Linked DNA regions of Sus scrofa: region 1 is linked to region 2. Evidence: chromatin contacts called from public HiChIP or PLAC-seq data. All regions are on one chromosome and are shown on one strand. The core of a region is the stretch at or near the end of the contact, and the rest is flanking DNA. Distances in the headings are between cores, read along the strand shown.

Region 1 (6,310 bases), core at 3,521-6,020, 240 kb after region 2:
TAAAAGGGATTCCTGTCATGGTGCAGCAGAAACAAATCCGACTAGGAACCATGAGGTTATGGGTTTGATCCCTGGCCTCGCTCAGTGGGTTAAGGATCTGGCATTGCTGTGGGCTGTGGTGTAGGTCACAGATGAGGCTCGGATCCCGTGTTGCTGTGGCTGTGGCGTAGGCTGGCAACTGTAGCTCCAGTTGGACCCTACCCTGGGAACCTCCATGTGCCATGGGTGCGACCACCCCCCCCAAAAAAAAGGAAAAAAAAGGAAAAAACCTTCAGCCTCTGTGTCCTCCCGACAAAAATTAGGAATAGCCTGAGGGAAGTAAAAATAACAAAAACTCCTACCAGCTTCCCTGGCTGCCTGCAGTGCAAGACGTACCTTTAAATATGAAGCCACCCACTGCTACCACAGAGGTCTCTACCCCTGGCTTGTGACCCTTTTCCACAGTCTCATGGTTTCAGGGCTCCCTGGAACAGTCTTGGTCCCTCAGAACTTGAGTGTTGAAATTACAGGGAGGTCCCAGAGGCCTTAGGACCAGAATAACAAGTGGGATTCTCCCTATCTGTCCCAGGAATCTTCTTTTGGGTTTTATCACCCTTTATCTTTAAAAAATTATCGGCGGAGTTCCCGTCGTGGCGCAGTGGTTAATGAATCTGACTAGAAACCATGAGGTTGCGGGTTCCATCCCTGCCCTTGCTCAGTGGGTTAAGGCTCCAGCATTGCCGTGAGCTGTGGTGTAGGTCGCAGACGCGGCTCGGATCCTGCGTTGCTGTGGTTGTGGTGTAGGCCAGTGGCTACAGCTCCTATTCGACCCCTAGCCTGGAAAACCTCCATATGCCGCGGGAGTGGCTGTAGAAAAGGCAAAAAGACAAAAAAAAAAAAAAAGTTATCGGCAGTCCACATCAGTAATGCAAAAACCAGAGTGGCCAGCCACCCCAACTTCCTTCTGAATCAGCAGAGGAGATGAGGTAAAGAGAGATAGTTATTGGGGTAATTCTGTAACCCTGGTCTATAGAATCACCCTGGCAGAACCACAAAGATAAACTAGGTTTCAGGAATCTACCCAACAAGGCATATCCCCCTAGAAGCTGAGAAGAGCTATGGCTGCCCACAAACTCCCTTATCTTCAAATCTCAGCCAAACCTCTGGTCAAAAATACATATTCATGGAGTTCTCTAGTGGCACAGCAGGTTAAGGATCTCGCATTGTCCCTTCAGTGGCTTGAGTAGCTGCTGTGGCACGCATTTGATTCCCTGGCCCCGGAACTTCCACACACGTGCCATAAGGATGGCCTAACAACAAACAAAACATGCCCTGGCAAATTTCAGTTTCACTGGCTGTCAGTGGAAACACTGACCTTGGAGAAATGGTACATCTATGTGATGTGCCCTGCACAGTAAAGGCTCAATCATAGTTACTTGCCTTTTTTTTTTTTTTTTTTTTTTTTTTGGCTTTTCAGGGCCACACCCAAGGCATATGGAATTTCCCAGACTAAGGGTCAGATTGGAGCTACAGCTGCCGGCCTACACCACAGCAACATGAGATCTGAGCTATGTCTATGACCTAGACTACAGCTCACAGCAACGCCGGATCCCCGACCTGCTAAGCCAAGCCAGGGATCAAAACCCTCATCCTCGTGGATACTAGTCAGCTTTGTGTCCCCTGCGCCATGACAGGAACTCCCACTTCCCTTTGCCCTTTAAAACTGATTTTCATTTTGTGATTTCTGATGACAACGTTCAAGGTTGGATGAAGTGGTTAATTGTCTGAAGAAGAGCAGTCAAGCCATGACAAGCTGCTCCTGGAACACCAGACTGTGCTAGTCCCAGTTCTGAACAGTGAAACCGCTGCCCCGAGAGATGCAGCTGGACCCTCCCTCCAGGGTGGGTGTCCAGGCCCAGGTGAGGGCCCAGCCTCCTACTTACGTCTCAATGGCATTCAGCCCGGCCATCTTCATCTTCAGCAGCCGGTCCTTCCAGTAGAAGCGGGGCATGCGGAAATAGTGAATACTTCCTGAGATGTAGCGGAACGGCTGGCCATCCTTGAGGAAGCAGTTACGGTTGTAGTCGATCTTGAAAGTCCTCAGGGGGGCATTCTGCAGAGCAAGGACAAGACCACACGAGAACTTCCATCTGCATTTCAGAAGCAGACACTTTGACGGTGGCAAGTGACTCCCCACCCATTTAGTCTGTGTCTGTGCTTGGTTCTGAGTGATAAACTACAGCTAAGTTAGGGCAGGGAGGATCCACATTCAGGATTCCAGACACAGTCACCAGTGTGGCCATCAGTGGCTGTGGAAGTTATATTCCCAAAGAGAAAACCCTGCCGCAGGGAGCTCTTATGACAAAGCCCCGGGTCGCGGGACCTGCTAGAGTACTGGATGTACTTCAACAGGAATGTCGCGCGGACCTGCTAGAGTACTGGATGTACTTCAACAGGAATGTCGCTGAGCTGAAAGCAACAGAGTAGAATCTGAAGGCCTGAAGCCTCATCATAGGTGCTGCTCTGAGTCCCACAGTGACTGAGCATCTCTCTCTAATCCTGCATCTCTTCATCCAAAAAAACAGAGGATGCCGGGCTAAATGAACTTTAAGGCAATATCTGCAACCCAGTCTGTGAGTCAGGAGCTCAATCTGGGTAATGGTCGGCACTTTTTTAATGAAAGAGAGTAGAGAAAAATCAGTGCATTACACAGAGTAAAGACAAGTGTTATTTCATGAAACTTTTGTTATATATGCACATAGAGAGTTGCATTGGGTCATGATATAAGATGTAAGATTTTCTAGAAGTCAAATCAAATTTCTTCTTTTTCTTTTTTCTTTTTTTGGTCATGCCTGCAGCATGTGGAAGTTCCTGGGCCAGGGATCAAATCTGAGCCACAGCAGTGACCCAAGCTGCTAGAGTGACAATGCCATATTCTTAATGCACTGTGCCACAGGAGAACTCCTAGAAGTCAAAACAAATTTCTAGAAACACTCTTTGGCAATCACTTCCAGAGTTGAAAAGCTAGAATTTGAAAAGAAAGACCTGGAGGAGTTCCCTGGTGGCCTAGTGGTTAAGGATCTGGTGTTGTCACTGCTGTGGCTTGGATTCTATCCCTGGCCTAGGGATCTTTCGAATGCTGTGGGAATGGCCAAAAAAAAAAAACAAAAGCAAAAACAAACAAACAAACAAAACACACACACACAAAAAAAGACCAAAAACCCCAAAACATTAAAAAGAAAAAAGGGAAGAGTCCAAAGGGGGAAGCTGTGAGGCAGAATAGAACACTGCCCTCTGGTGGATGGAAAAAGGAAGCAACAGGCCTCAGGTGCCAACGGGACAAGGCTATAAAAATCCATGTAATTAGCATCCAACATTGTTGATAAGATTCCTTATGTATTCACAGGCTTTTTTTTTTTTTTAAAACAAACAAACAAAACAACCTTTTTCTTTTTAGGGCCTCACCCATGGCATATGGAGGTTCCCAGGCTACAGGTCCAATTGGAGCTATAGCTGCCAGCCTAACACCACAGCCACAGCAACATCAGATCTCAGCTGCATCTGCAACCTACACCACAGTTCAAGCAACGCCAGATACTTAACCCACTGAGCAAGGCCAGGGATTGAACCCACAACCTCATGGTTCCTAGTCGGGTTCGTTAACCACTGAGCCACAAAGGGAACTCCTTAAGAATCTTTTTTTTTTAAAGGTCAGAGTGTCAATTTAATATCTCTTTATTCTTCTAGTAAACAGTGCTTTAATTGCCATTCAAAAGCAAGAAACTCACAAAAATATAAAAATTATTTCTGACATCAGATGCCCCAAGGGATGATTTTGAAAACATCTTACAACATGCACATGATTAAATGTCAAATAAGGGTTTCTCACAAATGCTATGTTGGTTGGGGGAGTTCTTTTGTGAATTAAGAAACTGGTGTTGTCACTGCAGCAGCTCAGGTTGCTGCTGTGGCATGGGCTTGATCCCTGGCCTAAGAACTTCCACATGCCAGGGGTGTGGCCAAAAAAAAAAAAAAAAAAAAAAGGCTGAGAAAATTCTTTGCATAGGTAGAAAAGGAGTGAGCAACTTTGGGCAGAACTCAGAAAAGGCAAGAGCTGTCTGAAGTCTGTTTGTCGAAGGGAAGGGGTTTGGAGGAGAAGATGAGATTGGAAAGAAATGATCTTGGCAGACAGTCAAATTCGGCCTTCATCCCACACAGCAGAGCACCATCCCTGAATTCAAGTAGCCTCAAAACCCAGCCCAAATACCTACCCACCAACCACTTACAAATATTATATTACAAACACCTACTATGTGCTGAGTAATAAGAAAGGAACCACACAGATGTGGCCACAGCCCACAAGAAGCTCCCATCAAGCACGGAGAAACCTGAGAGTCAACATGGTGAGGCTTGGATGGTAAAATGAGGCTAAGATCACCAGGCTGTACGCCTCACACACACATAGTTATCCATCAAATTATATCTCAGTAAAGCTGGGGAGGGGGGATCATTAGAGCAGAAGGAGCATTGGAAGCAACATTAACAAATGGCCCGTAACCCAGGGATGAGGACAGGTTTCCCAAAGGAAAGAACACCCCAAACTGTGGTTCTCAAATTTGGCTACACATCAGAATTACCTGTGCAAACTTTCCAAAATAGAAAGGTCAGGCCTCGTCGCCCAGACATGCAGATATTAATTGATCTTGGATGGAGCCCAGGCACTGGTATTCCTTCAAGCTGCCCAGATGAGGTAATGTACAGCCAGATTTGAGAATGACTGGGCTAAGCTGAGCCCCAGGATGAGGAAGAGTTAGCCAAGGGGATGAGTGACACAGGCAGAGGAACCGTGAGCTCTGGGGAGGGAGGGCCAGCTGCAGGGAACCTCAACACTGATAAAGCACAGCAGAAATGGAGGGGACAGGCTGGGGCCAGACTGAATGATTCCCTGAAGTCCACGTCCAAGGGCCTGGACTTTATGCCAAGAGCTATGGAGAGCAACTTAAGCAGAAGAGTGATAGGATCAGACATGTATTTTCAAATATTTGGCACTCTGGTCTTTTCCTGAAGGGGCAATACAGGAAGCAGAGTCATGGACTATGCTAGTGGCAGCAAGGTGGGCAGTGGGCAGGAGGAACCCACAGAACTGGGGACTAGGTGTAGCATAGACATGGGGCCTAAACTGGCGAGGCTCCCACTGGCTTCAGGTAGAACATTTTGAGCATTTTTTTTTTTTTTTTTTGAGAGAGAAGCTTAAGAGACATATCAACTGGAAAAAAACACAAAAGGCTCCAAGAATATTAACACCTATGGGTTCAGAATGATACACAGAAGGAAAAAAGAATTCACCAGTCACCTCTGGAGATTGCTAGAGTACCAACTCCTCACTCCAGAAATGATAAAAGGAAAGAACCAAACAGCTTATTTCTCTTTCATATAAACACTATATTTCAGGGTAACCAAAAGGTTGATAATGGAAAATTCTTCACAGAATTCCACCGAATAAATGCAGATGGAATAACAGAATCTGAAAACACCTTTTTCTAACATTTAATGAAATAATGGACTTCAGCTATAATCATCAGTGGAGGCTAAAACCATCAGCAGGCTTGATGGAATTTTCTAAGGAAGAGATCAGGCAGATTCTACATGATCCCTCTGCTCACTGTCAACCTCATAAACATGGAGACTCCTGTTGAGATTTAACAGAAAGTACACAGCCCCACCTAGAAGCAGTACTTATTAATGAACTTAAATCTCAGTTGAACCTGAATCTAACAATACCACATGGAAGCAATAAGCCAAATCTGAAACACAGGACATTCTAAAAGCCCCCTGATAGAATTGCTCTGACAAGTTGACAGCATTAAAACAAAACAAAACAGAGTGTTGTGGGGGGTGGGGGGAAGGATAAATAGGAGTTTGGGATTAACAGATACACACTGCTATACATAAAACAGATAAACAATAAGGGCCTACTATATAGCACAGGGAAATCTAGTCAATATTTCGCAATAGCCTATAATGGAAAAGATTCTGGAAAAGTATATATATATAATACAAAATATATATATACAATACATACATATATGTGTATAACTGAATCACTGTGCTGTACACCTAAAACTAAAACTATTATAGACCATTTTTTCAATAAAATAAAAATAAAAGAGTATCGTTAGAAAATAACAATGTTTGGAGGAGTTTCCCCTCTGGCACAGTGGGTTAAGAATCCAACTGTGGTGCAGTAGGTTAAGAATCCACCTGCAGCAGCTTGGGTCGCTGCAGAGGTGTGGGTTTCATCCCCAGCCCAGCCAGGTTAAAGGATCTGGCA
Region 2 (5,553 bases), core at 2,276-4,775:
TAGGATAATGTTTTCATGGTTCATCCAAGTCGTAGCCTGTATCAGTACTTCATTCCTTTTTATTGCTGAATGATATTCTATTGTATGGATATACCACATTTGTTTATCCATTCTTTCATTGATAGACATTTAGATTGTTTCCATCTTTAGGCTATTAAGGATAATGCTGTTTAGAGTTTTGGCTGTGGTGCAACAGGATCAGCAGCATCTCTGGAGCACAGGGACACAGGTTCGATCCCCAGCCCGGCACACTGGTTGCAGCGTTGCTGCAACATAGGTAGCAACTGCAACTTGGATCTGATCCCTGGCCATCGGATTCCATGTATTGCAGGGCGGCCAAAGAAGAAGAAGAAAAAAAGAATAATGCTGCTATAACCATTCATACACAATTTTCTGTGTAGACATATGTTTATTTTTCCTGGATGTATATACCTAGAAGTAGAATGGCTGGGCCCTATAGTAACTTAAATCATTTGAGGAATTATCAGACTATTTGGTTAAGTGGCTGCGCCATTTTGCAACTCCATCCACAGTGTATGGGGGTTGCAGTTTCTTCACATCCTCACCAAAACTTGTTTTTCCCCCTTTTGATTATCCACAGTAGTGGGTATGAAGTGTTACCACATTGTGGTTTTGATTTGCATTCCCCTGAAGACTGATGATATCGAGAATCTTTTCCTGTGCTTATTGGGCATTTGTATCTCTTCCTTTAGAGAAATGTTTATTTATTTTTAGGACCACAGGTGCAGCATATGGAAGTTCCCAGGCTAGGGGTCAAATCACAGCTACAGCTGCCGGCCACAGCAGTGTGGGATTCCAGCTGCATCTGCGACCTACACCTGAACTCAGGGCAACACTGGATCCTTAACCCACTGATTGAGGCCGGGGATTGATCCTGCATCCTCATAGATACTTGTTGGGTTCGTAACCCACTGAGCCACAATGGGAACTCTAGGACATTTTTGTTATTCATTCTGAGATTGTGATATTAGCTAACTTTTAATTTCTAAAACTAAATTGGAGGCTTCTCTAGAACCTGGAAAAGAGTATAACGGAACTGGAAAAGGGTAGGACATAATGTTGGGGCCAACATTGCAAACATCTGTATAAGAAAGTAAAATCGGGGAGTTCCCGTTTGATCCCTGACGCAGGAACTTCCATATGCCACAGGCATGGCCATAAGGAAAAAGTGGGGGAGGGGGAGAAAGAAATTAAAATCACAGCATACAAAATAAAAATGAAATTTCAGTTTGTCTTTTTTTTTTTTTAATAAGAGGCTCAAAATGGATAAAAAGAAATGTTCAGACCAGAATTAATTAGGCCCAGTTATTTCACAAATATAAATTATGGAGCCTTAATTAGTACTTTTGGACTTTGATGTGACATTCAGTGAATTATTTCCCATTCAGTTAAAAGGGACCTCCCATGGCCCAGTGTTTATGGAAGAAGATGAGTCAAGCAAATGGTTGATAACATAAATATTACAGGCAGTTTTAGTGTACTTTAGGAATCATATTTCTCTTGGTCTTAGCCAAGTTATTCTGTTGTAGCTCATACCTAAAACAGGGTTATGGCTAATTATCTTTTGAATCTCATATTATTCTTGCTAGAGACCCAGCCCCATTTCAGTCTTGTAAATGAATGGAGTTCCCTAGTAACTCAGCAGGTTAAGGATCCAGCATTGTCACATGGGTTTAATCCCTGGCCCAGGAATTTCCATATTCCACAGGCAGGGCCAAAAAAAAGATAGTGATCCTACTAAAACTTGTTCATCTAATATAGTCTACCAAAGAGGGAACCTGCCTGTATGACATATTCTTCACCTCATCAGCACCTTGTGTTCACGCCGGCAGAATTCACATCTGAGTCCTAGGACCCCATTTAGGTATACTGGTGATCAGACTGATTACAAGCCAGGGTTACAATAATTCTTCAGTGGTCTCCCACTCTTGAGAGACCACACAGGGCTCCTACTGGCATTGAACAAATCATTTAACTGTTTGGGACCTTTCTTTCCTCTTGTCAAAGAAGCAAGTTGCATTGAGCAATCTTAAGGTCCTGTCCATGAATAAAACTCTGTGTCTGTGACTTGCATTTTATTTGCTGCTTGGGGTAGGACTGGGTTCCTTGAAAGGTTATTTTTGGTTAAAGAAGAAAACTTCAGCTTCTTTGAATTGAGCTTCTATTAGTGTTGGACTTGGGGTGTGTTTGACAGTAAGATTCTTTTTTCTTTTTTGGTCTTTCTGCCTTTTCTTGGGCGGCTCCCGCAGCATATGGAGGTTCCCAGGTTAAGGGTCGAATCGAAGCTGTAGCCACCAGCCAGAGCCATATAGCAACATCGGATCCAAGCCGCGTCTGCAACCTACATCACAGCTCACGGCAACGCCAGATCCTTAACCCACTGAGCAAGGCCAGGGATTGAACCCGCAGCCTCATGGTTCCTTGTCGGATTCGTTAACCACTGCACCACGACGGGAACTCCTATTCTTTTTGCACAGAACTGTTATTAGGAAGTAAAATGCTTACAGAAGGTATGACTTGAAAAACTTATTTAACTTAAATTTTTTTAAGATTTGGAAGTTGACAAGTTTAACATTTTCTAGACTGTTGTAAGTAAATGAAACAGCTTGAAATATATATTTTTTAAATTTTAAAATTCCATACCATAATCCTTCTTTTAGAAGAAATCTTTACATGTTGGGTTTTGAGGGGGTTTCTTTGGGGGGGGGAATTGCTTTTTAGGGTCACACATGCAGCATATGGAAGTTCCCAGGCTAGGGGTTGAATCAGAGCTACAGCTGCCAGCCTATGCCACAGCCACAGCCACATGGGATCTGAGCCACGTCTGCAACCTACATCACAGCTTATAGCAATGCTGGATCCGTGACCCACTGAGCCACAACAGGAGATCCTACAGGATTTTCTGAGCCAATTTTTAAAATAACATTTGCCTTGAGGTTGCTTTGTGAATTTGTTTTCCTTTGACAAGTGGTAACTGAATTTACCCTCATTTTAGCCTCATTTGATATGGATTAAGCTCTTTCAGGCATTTGACATAGATTCATTTTACTCACAGAATACATGGCCCAACAGATTTTAATGCCCGGTCTTATGTAGCTCATTACTATAGTTTGGTCCTTTAAGGAAAATTTTACCCCCACTGGTCTTCTTTCTTTCTTCTTCATCTTTCTTGTTCTTTTCTTTTCCGAGGGTTGGTGCTCTGTGGACCTACAGCCAGCTTCAGCTTGTGGAGGAGAGTGTGGGGTTGTGTCAGATCCCCCACAGGGGGGAGAAGCTGGTGTGTCCCTTCCCTTGAGGTATAGTTCTTCCAGTCTGATGAACTGTCAGATCCACTGAGTGGTTGGTAAAGCAGATTGGACAGTGACTCAAGGAAGTAGTGGGGCAGATTGTGGGGGGGGGGGGTCATCAGTATTTTAAGTAGCAGCTATCAAAAGTAAAGTGATTTCTCCAGAGGCTTAATAGATAGAACTGTGCATGTTTCTCGTGTGACTAGTCTGCAGGAATTATGCAGAGCGGAGTGTTACTTTCTAAGAGGAAGAGGGTGAGTGAGGGCGGTGAGAGACTAGTTAGGATGGCCTGGAAGGCCTCTGAAAAGAGGAACATAAATGTTAGTTTTTGTTTTGTGCAGTGAAACTTGCTTAATCTGATGACTTAATCAGAATGCCAGCCCAAAAGTTTTGCATTCACATGTTTAAGTACTTTTTCATAGGAAGTTTATTTTATTATTAGAATGTTTCACCCTCTTGTAATTTGGTATGGTATCTTAGGAAAGAAGTAAAAGCTAAGGAAAACAGATTTTTCCTTATACATAATTATGGTTTGGAATATAGAATCCTGCTGCAAATCTTACATGACTGATTTCTGGACCCAAAGTGGGCTTGACAGTGGGCTGGAGCGGTAATAGCCCCCTACTGTCAGGAGAGGCCAGGGCAGGCTTTTCCCAGCAAGCATGCCTGAGGTGAGGGCTGTCCTGGACTCTAGGATCCAGAGCCTGCAGGATGACTCCCCTGTGTTTGGGAGCTGTGAGGGAGTTGGTTTTGTCAGCAAGGTGGCCTGCCGGCAGGACAGGTTAAAGTCTGGGTGCCTGAGGCAGTAAGTCTAAAACACTGAAGGTGGTGGTCTTAAGTGATTACCTATTGAACACCCACTGCAGATGCTGAAAAACTGCTGAAGTCTTTGTGTAAGAAACAAAAGATGCAGGCTTTTGCTTCCCTCCAACCCCCACCCTGCACCCAGAGTTTATCAAAGTTCCCAGGCCAGAGGTCAAATCTGAGCTGCAGCTTCGATCTTCACCACAGCTGCAGCAATGCCAGATCCTTAACCCACTCACTGTACTGGGCCGGGTTCAAACCCGAACCACCACAGACAGAGTCAACGCCAGATTCCTTAACCTACTGAGCCACCAGGGAGCTCCCAGGCTTCTGCTTTTAAGGAGCTAATGCTTTGCCCTGGCCTTTGGCAAAATCACAGATGAAAATGAATATTAAATTTTTCTTTTAAATTTTTCATTATGATTGATTTACAATGTTCTGTCAGTTTCTGCTGTACAGTGAAGTGACCCAGTCATGTGTATATATACATTCTCACATTATCCTCCATCATATTCCACCACAAGTGATTAGATATATAGTTCCCTGTGCTATATAGCAGAATCCCATTGGATATTAAATTTTGTGACATTTTAATTTTTTTATTCACGTTGACCCTGAGCTGATGGTGATCTTGGACCTCTGGAGACCTAGGCCTTTAAAAATCATTCTTTTTCTAACTTCCCCTTGTGGCTCAGTGGTAATGAACCTAACTAGTAACCATAGAATGCAGGTTTGATCACTGGCCTTGTTCAGTGGGTTAAGGATCTGGTGTTGCCCTGAACTACAGTGTAGGTTGCAGATGCAGCTGGGATCCCACATTGCTGTGGCTGTGGCATAGGTTGGCAGCTGTAGCTCTGATTGACCCCCCTCTGCCTTTCCTGGGAACCTCCATATGCCTCAGGTGCGGCCCTTAAAAATAAATAAATAAATAAACTACAAAATAAATAAATTAATTAAATTAAAAATAGAACTACAAATAAACCAAAAGAGGATATTAAGTCAACCTAATCTCACCACATACACCCAACCACTGAAGGGCTGCAGAAAATCAGAGATAACCTCCCTTCTTTGGGCCCTCAGGTCTGAGTTCATCCACCCCTGCCCTCGGGGTATGACCACAGGGTAGCCTTGCTAGTGAAGACAGATCTTGGAGACACGTTGGAGGTGGGGTGGGTGACAGGAAATTCCCTTTGTAATGACACCACTTGTCTGCTCTTAAATTACTCCCTCCTGGAGTTCCCTTCTGGCTCAGCGAGTTGGGGATCCAGCATTGTCACTGCTGTGGTCTGGTTGCAGCTGTGACTCAGGTTGAATCCCTGGCTCAGGAACTTCCACATGCTGAGTGTGCACCCCCCCCCAAAAATACTCTCTTCCATGAATAGTGTTCATATTTTAAATTACATAATGTGCTCAGTAACAAAATTTAAACTTGTACTGTTTC

The links. HiChIP or PLAC-seq counts read pairs in DNA pulled down with a chosen protein or histone mark.
Region 1: a contact with region 2 is called in an H3K27ac HiChIP or PLAC-seq map of alveolar macrophages. The contact joins two enhancer-like sites. A contact is called at or near these places in 1 of 47 Hi-C or Micro-C datasets (embryonic fibroblasts) and 1 of 2 datasets of contacts at active chromatin or transcription factors (alveolar macrophages).

Annotation. Positions count from the first base shown.
Region 1 is chr13:18,951,016-18,957,325 of Sscrofa11.1, forward strand. GLB1 (beta-galactosidase) reads right to left here. Exons shown (of 17, transcript XM_021071553.1): 2 at 1,923-2,092. Among named protein-coding and RNA genes, the nearest start is that of TMPPE, 25 kb to the right of the region's middle. Within about 2 kb of position 4,771, at least 3 of the 83 cell types and tissues checked have an H3K27ac peak or open chromatin away from gene starts, as enhancers often do. A contact at or near this core is called in alveolar macrophages, where this site is marked.
Region 2 is chr13:18,713,721-18,719,273 of Sscrofa11.1, forward strand. All of the region lies in intron 11 of CNOT10 (CCR4-NOT transcription complex subunit 10), which reads left to right. Among named protein-coding and RNA genes, the nearest start is that of TRIM71, 46 kb to the right of the region's middle. Within about 2 kb of position 3,526, at least 6 of the 83 cell types and tissues checked have an H3K27ac peak or open chromatin away from gene starts, as enhancers often do. A contact at or near this core is called in alveolar macrophages, where this site is marked.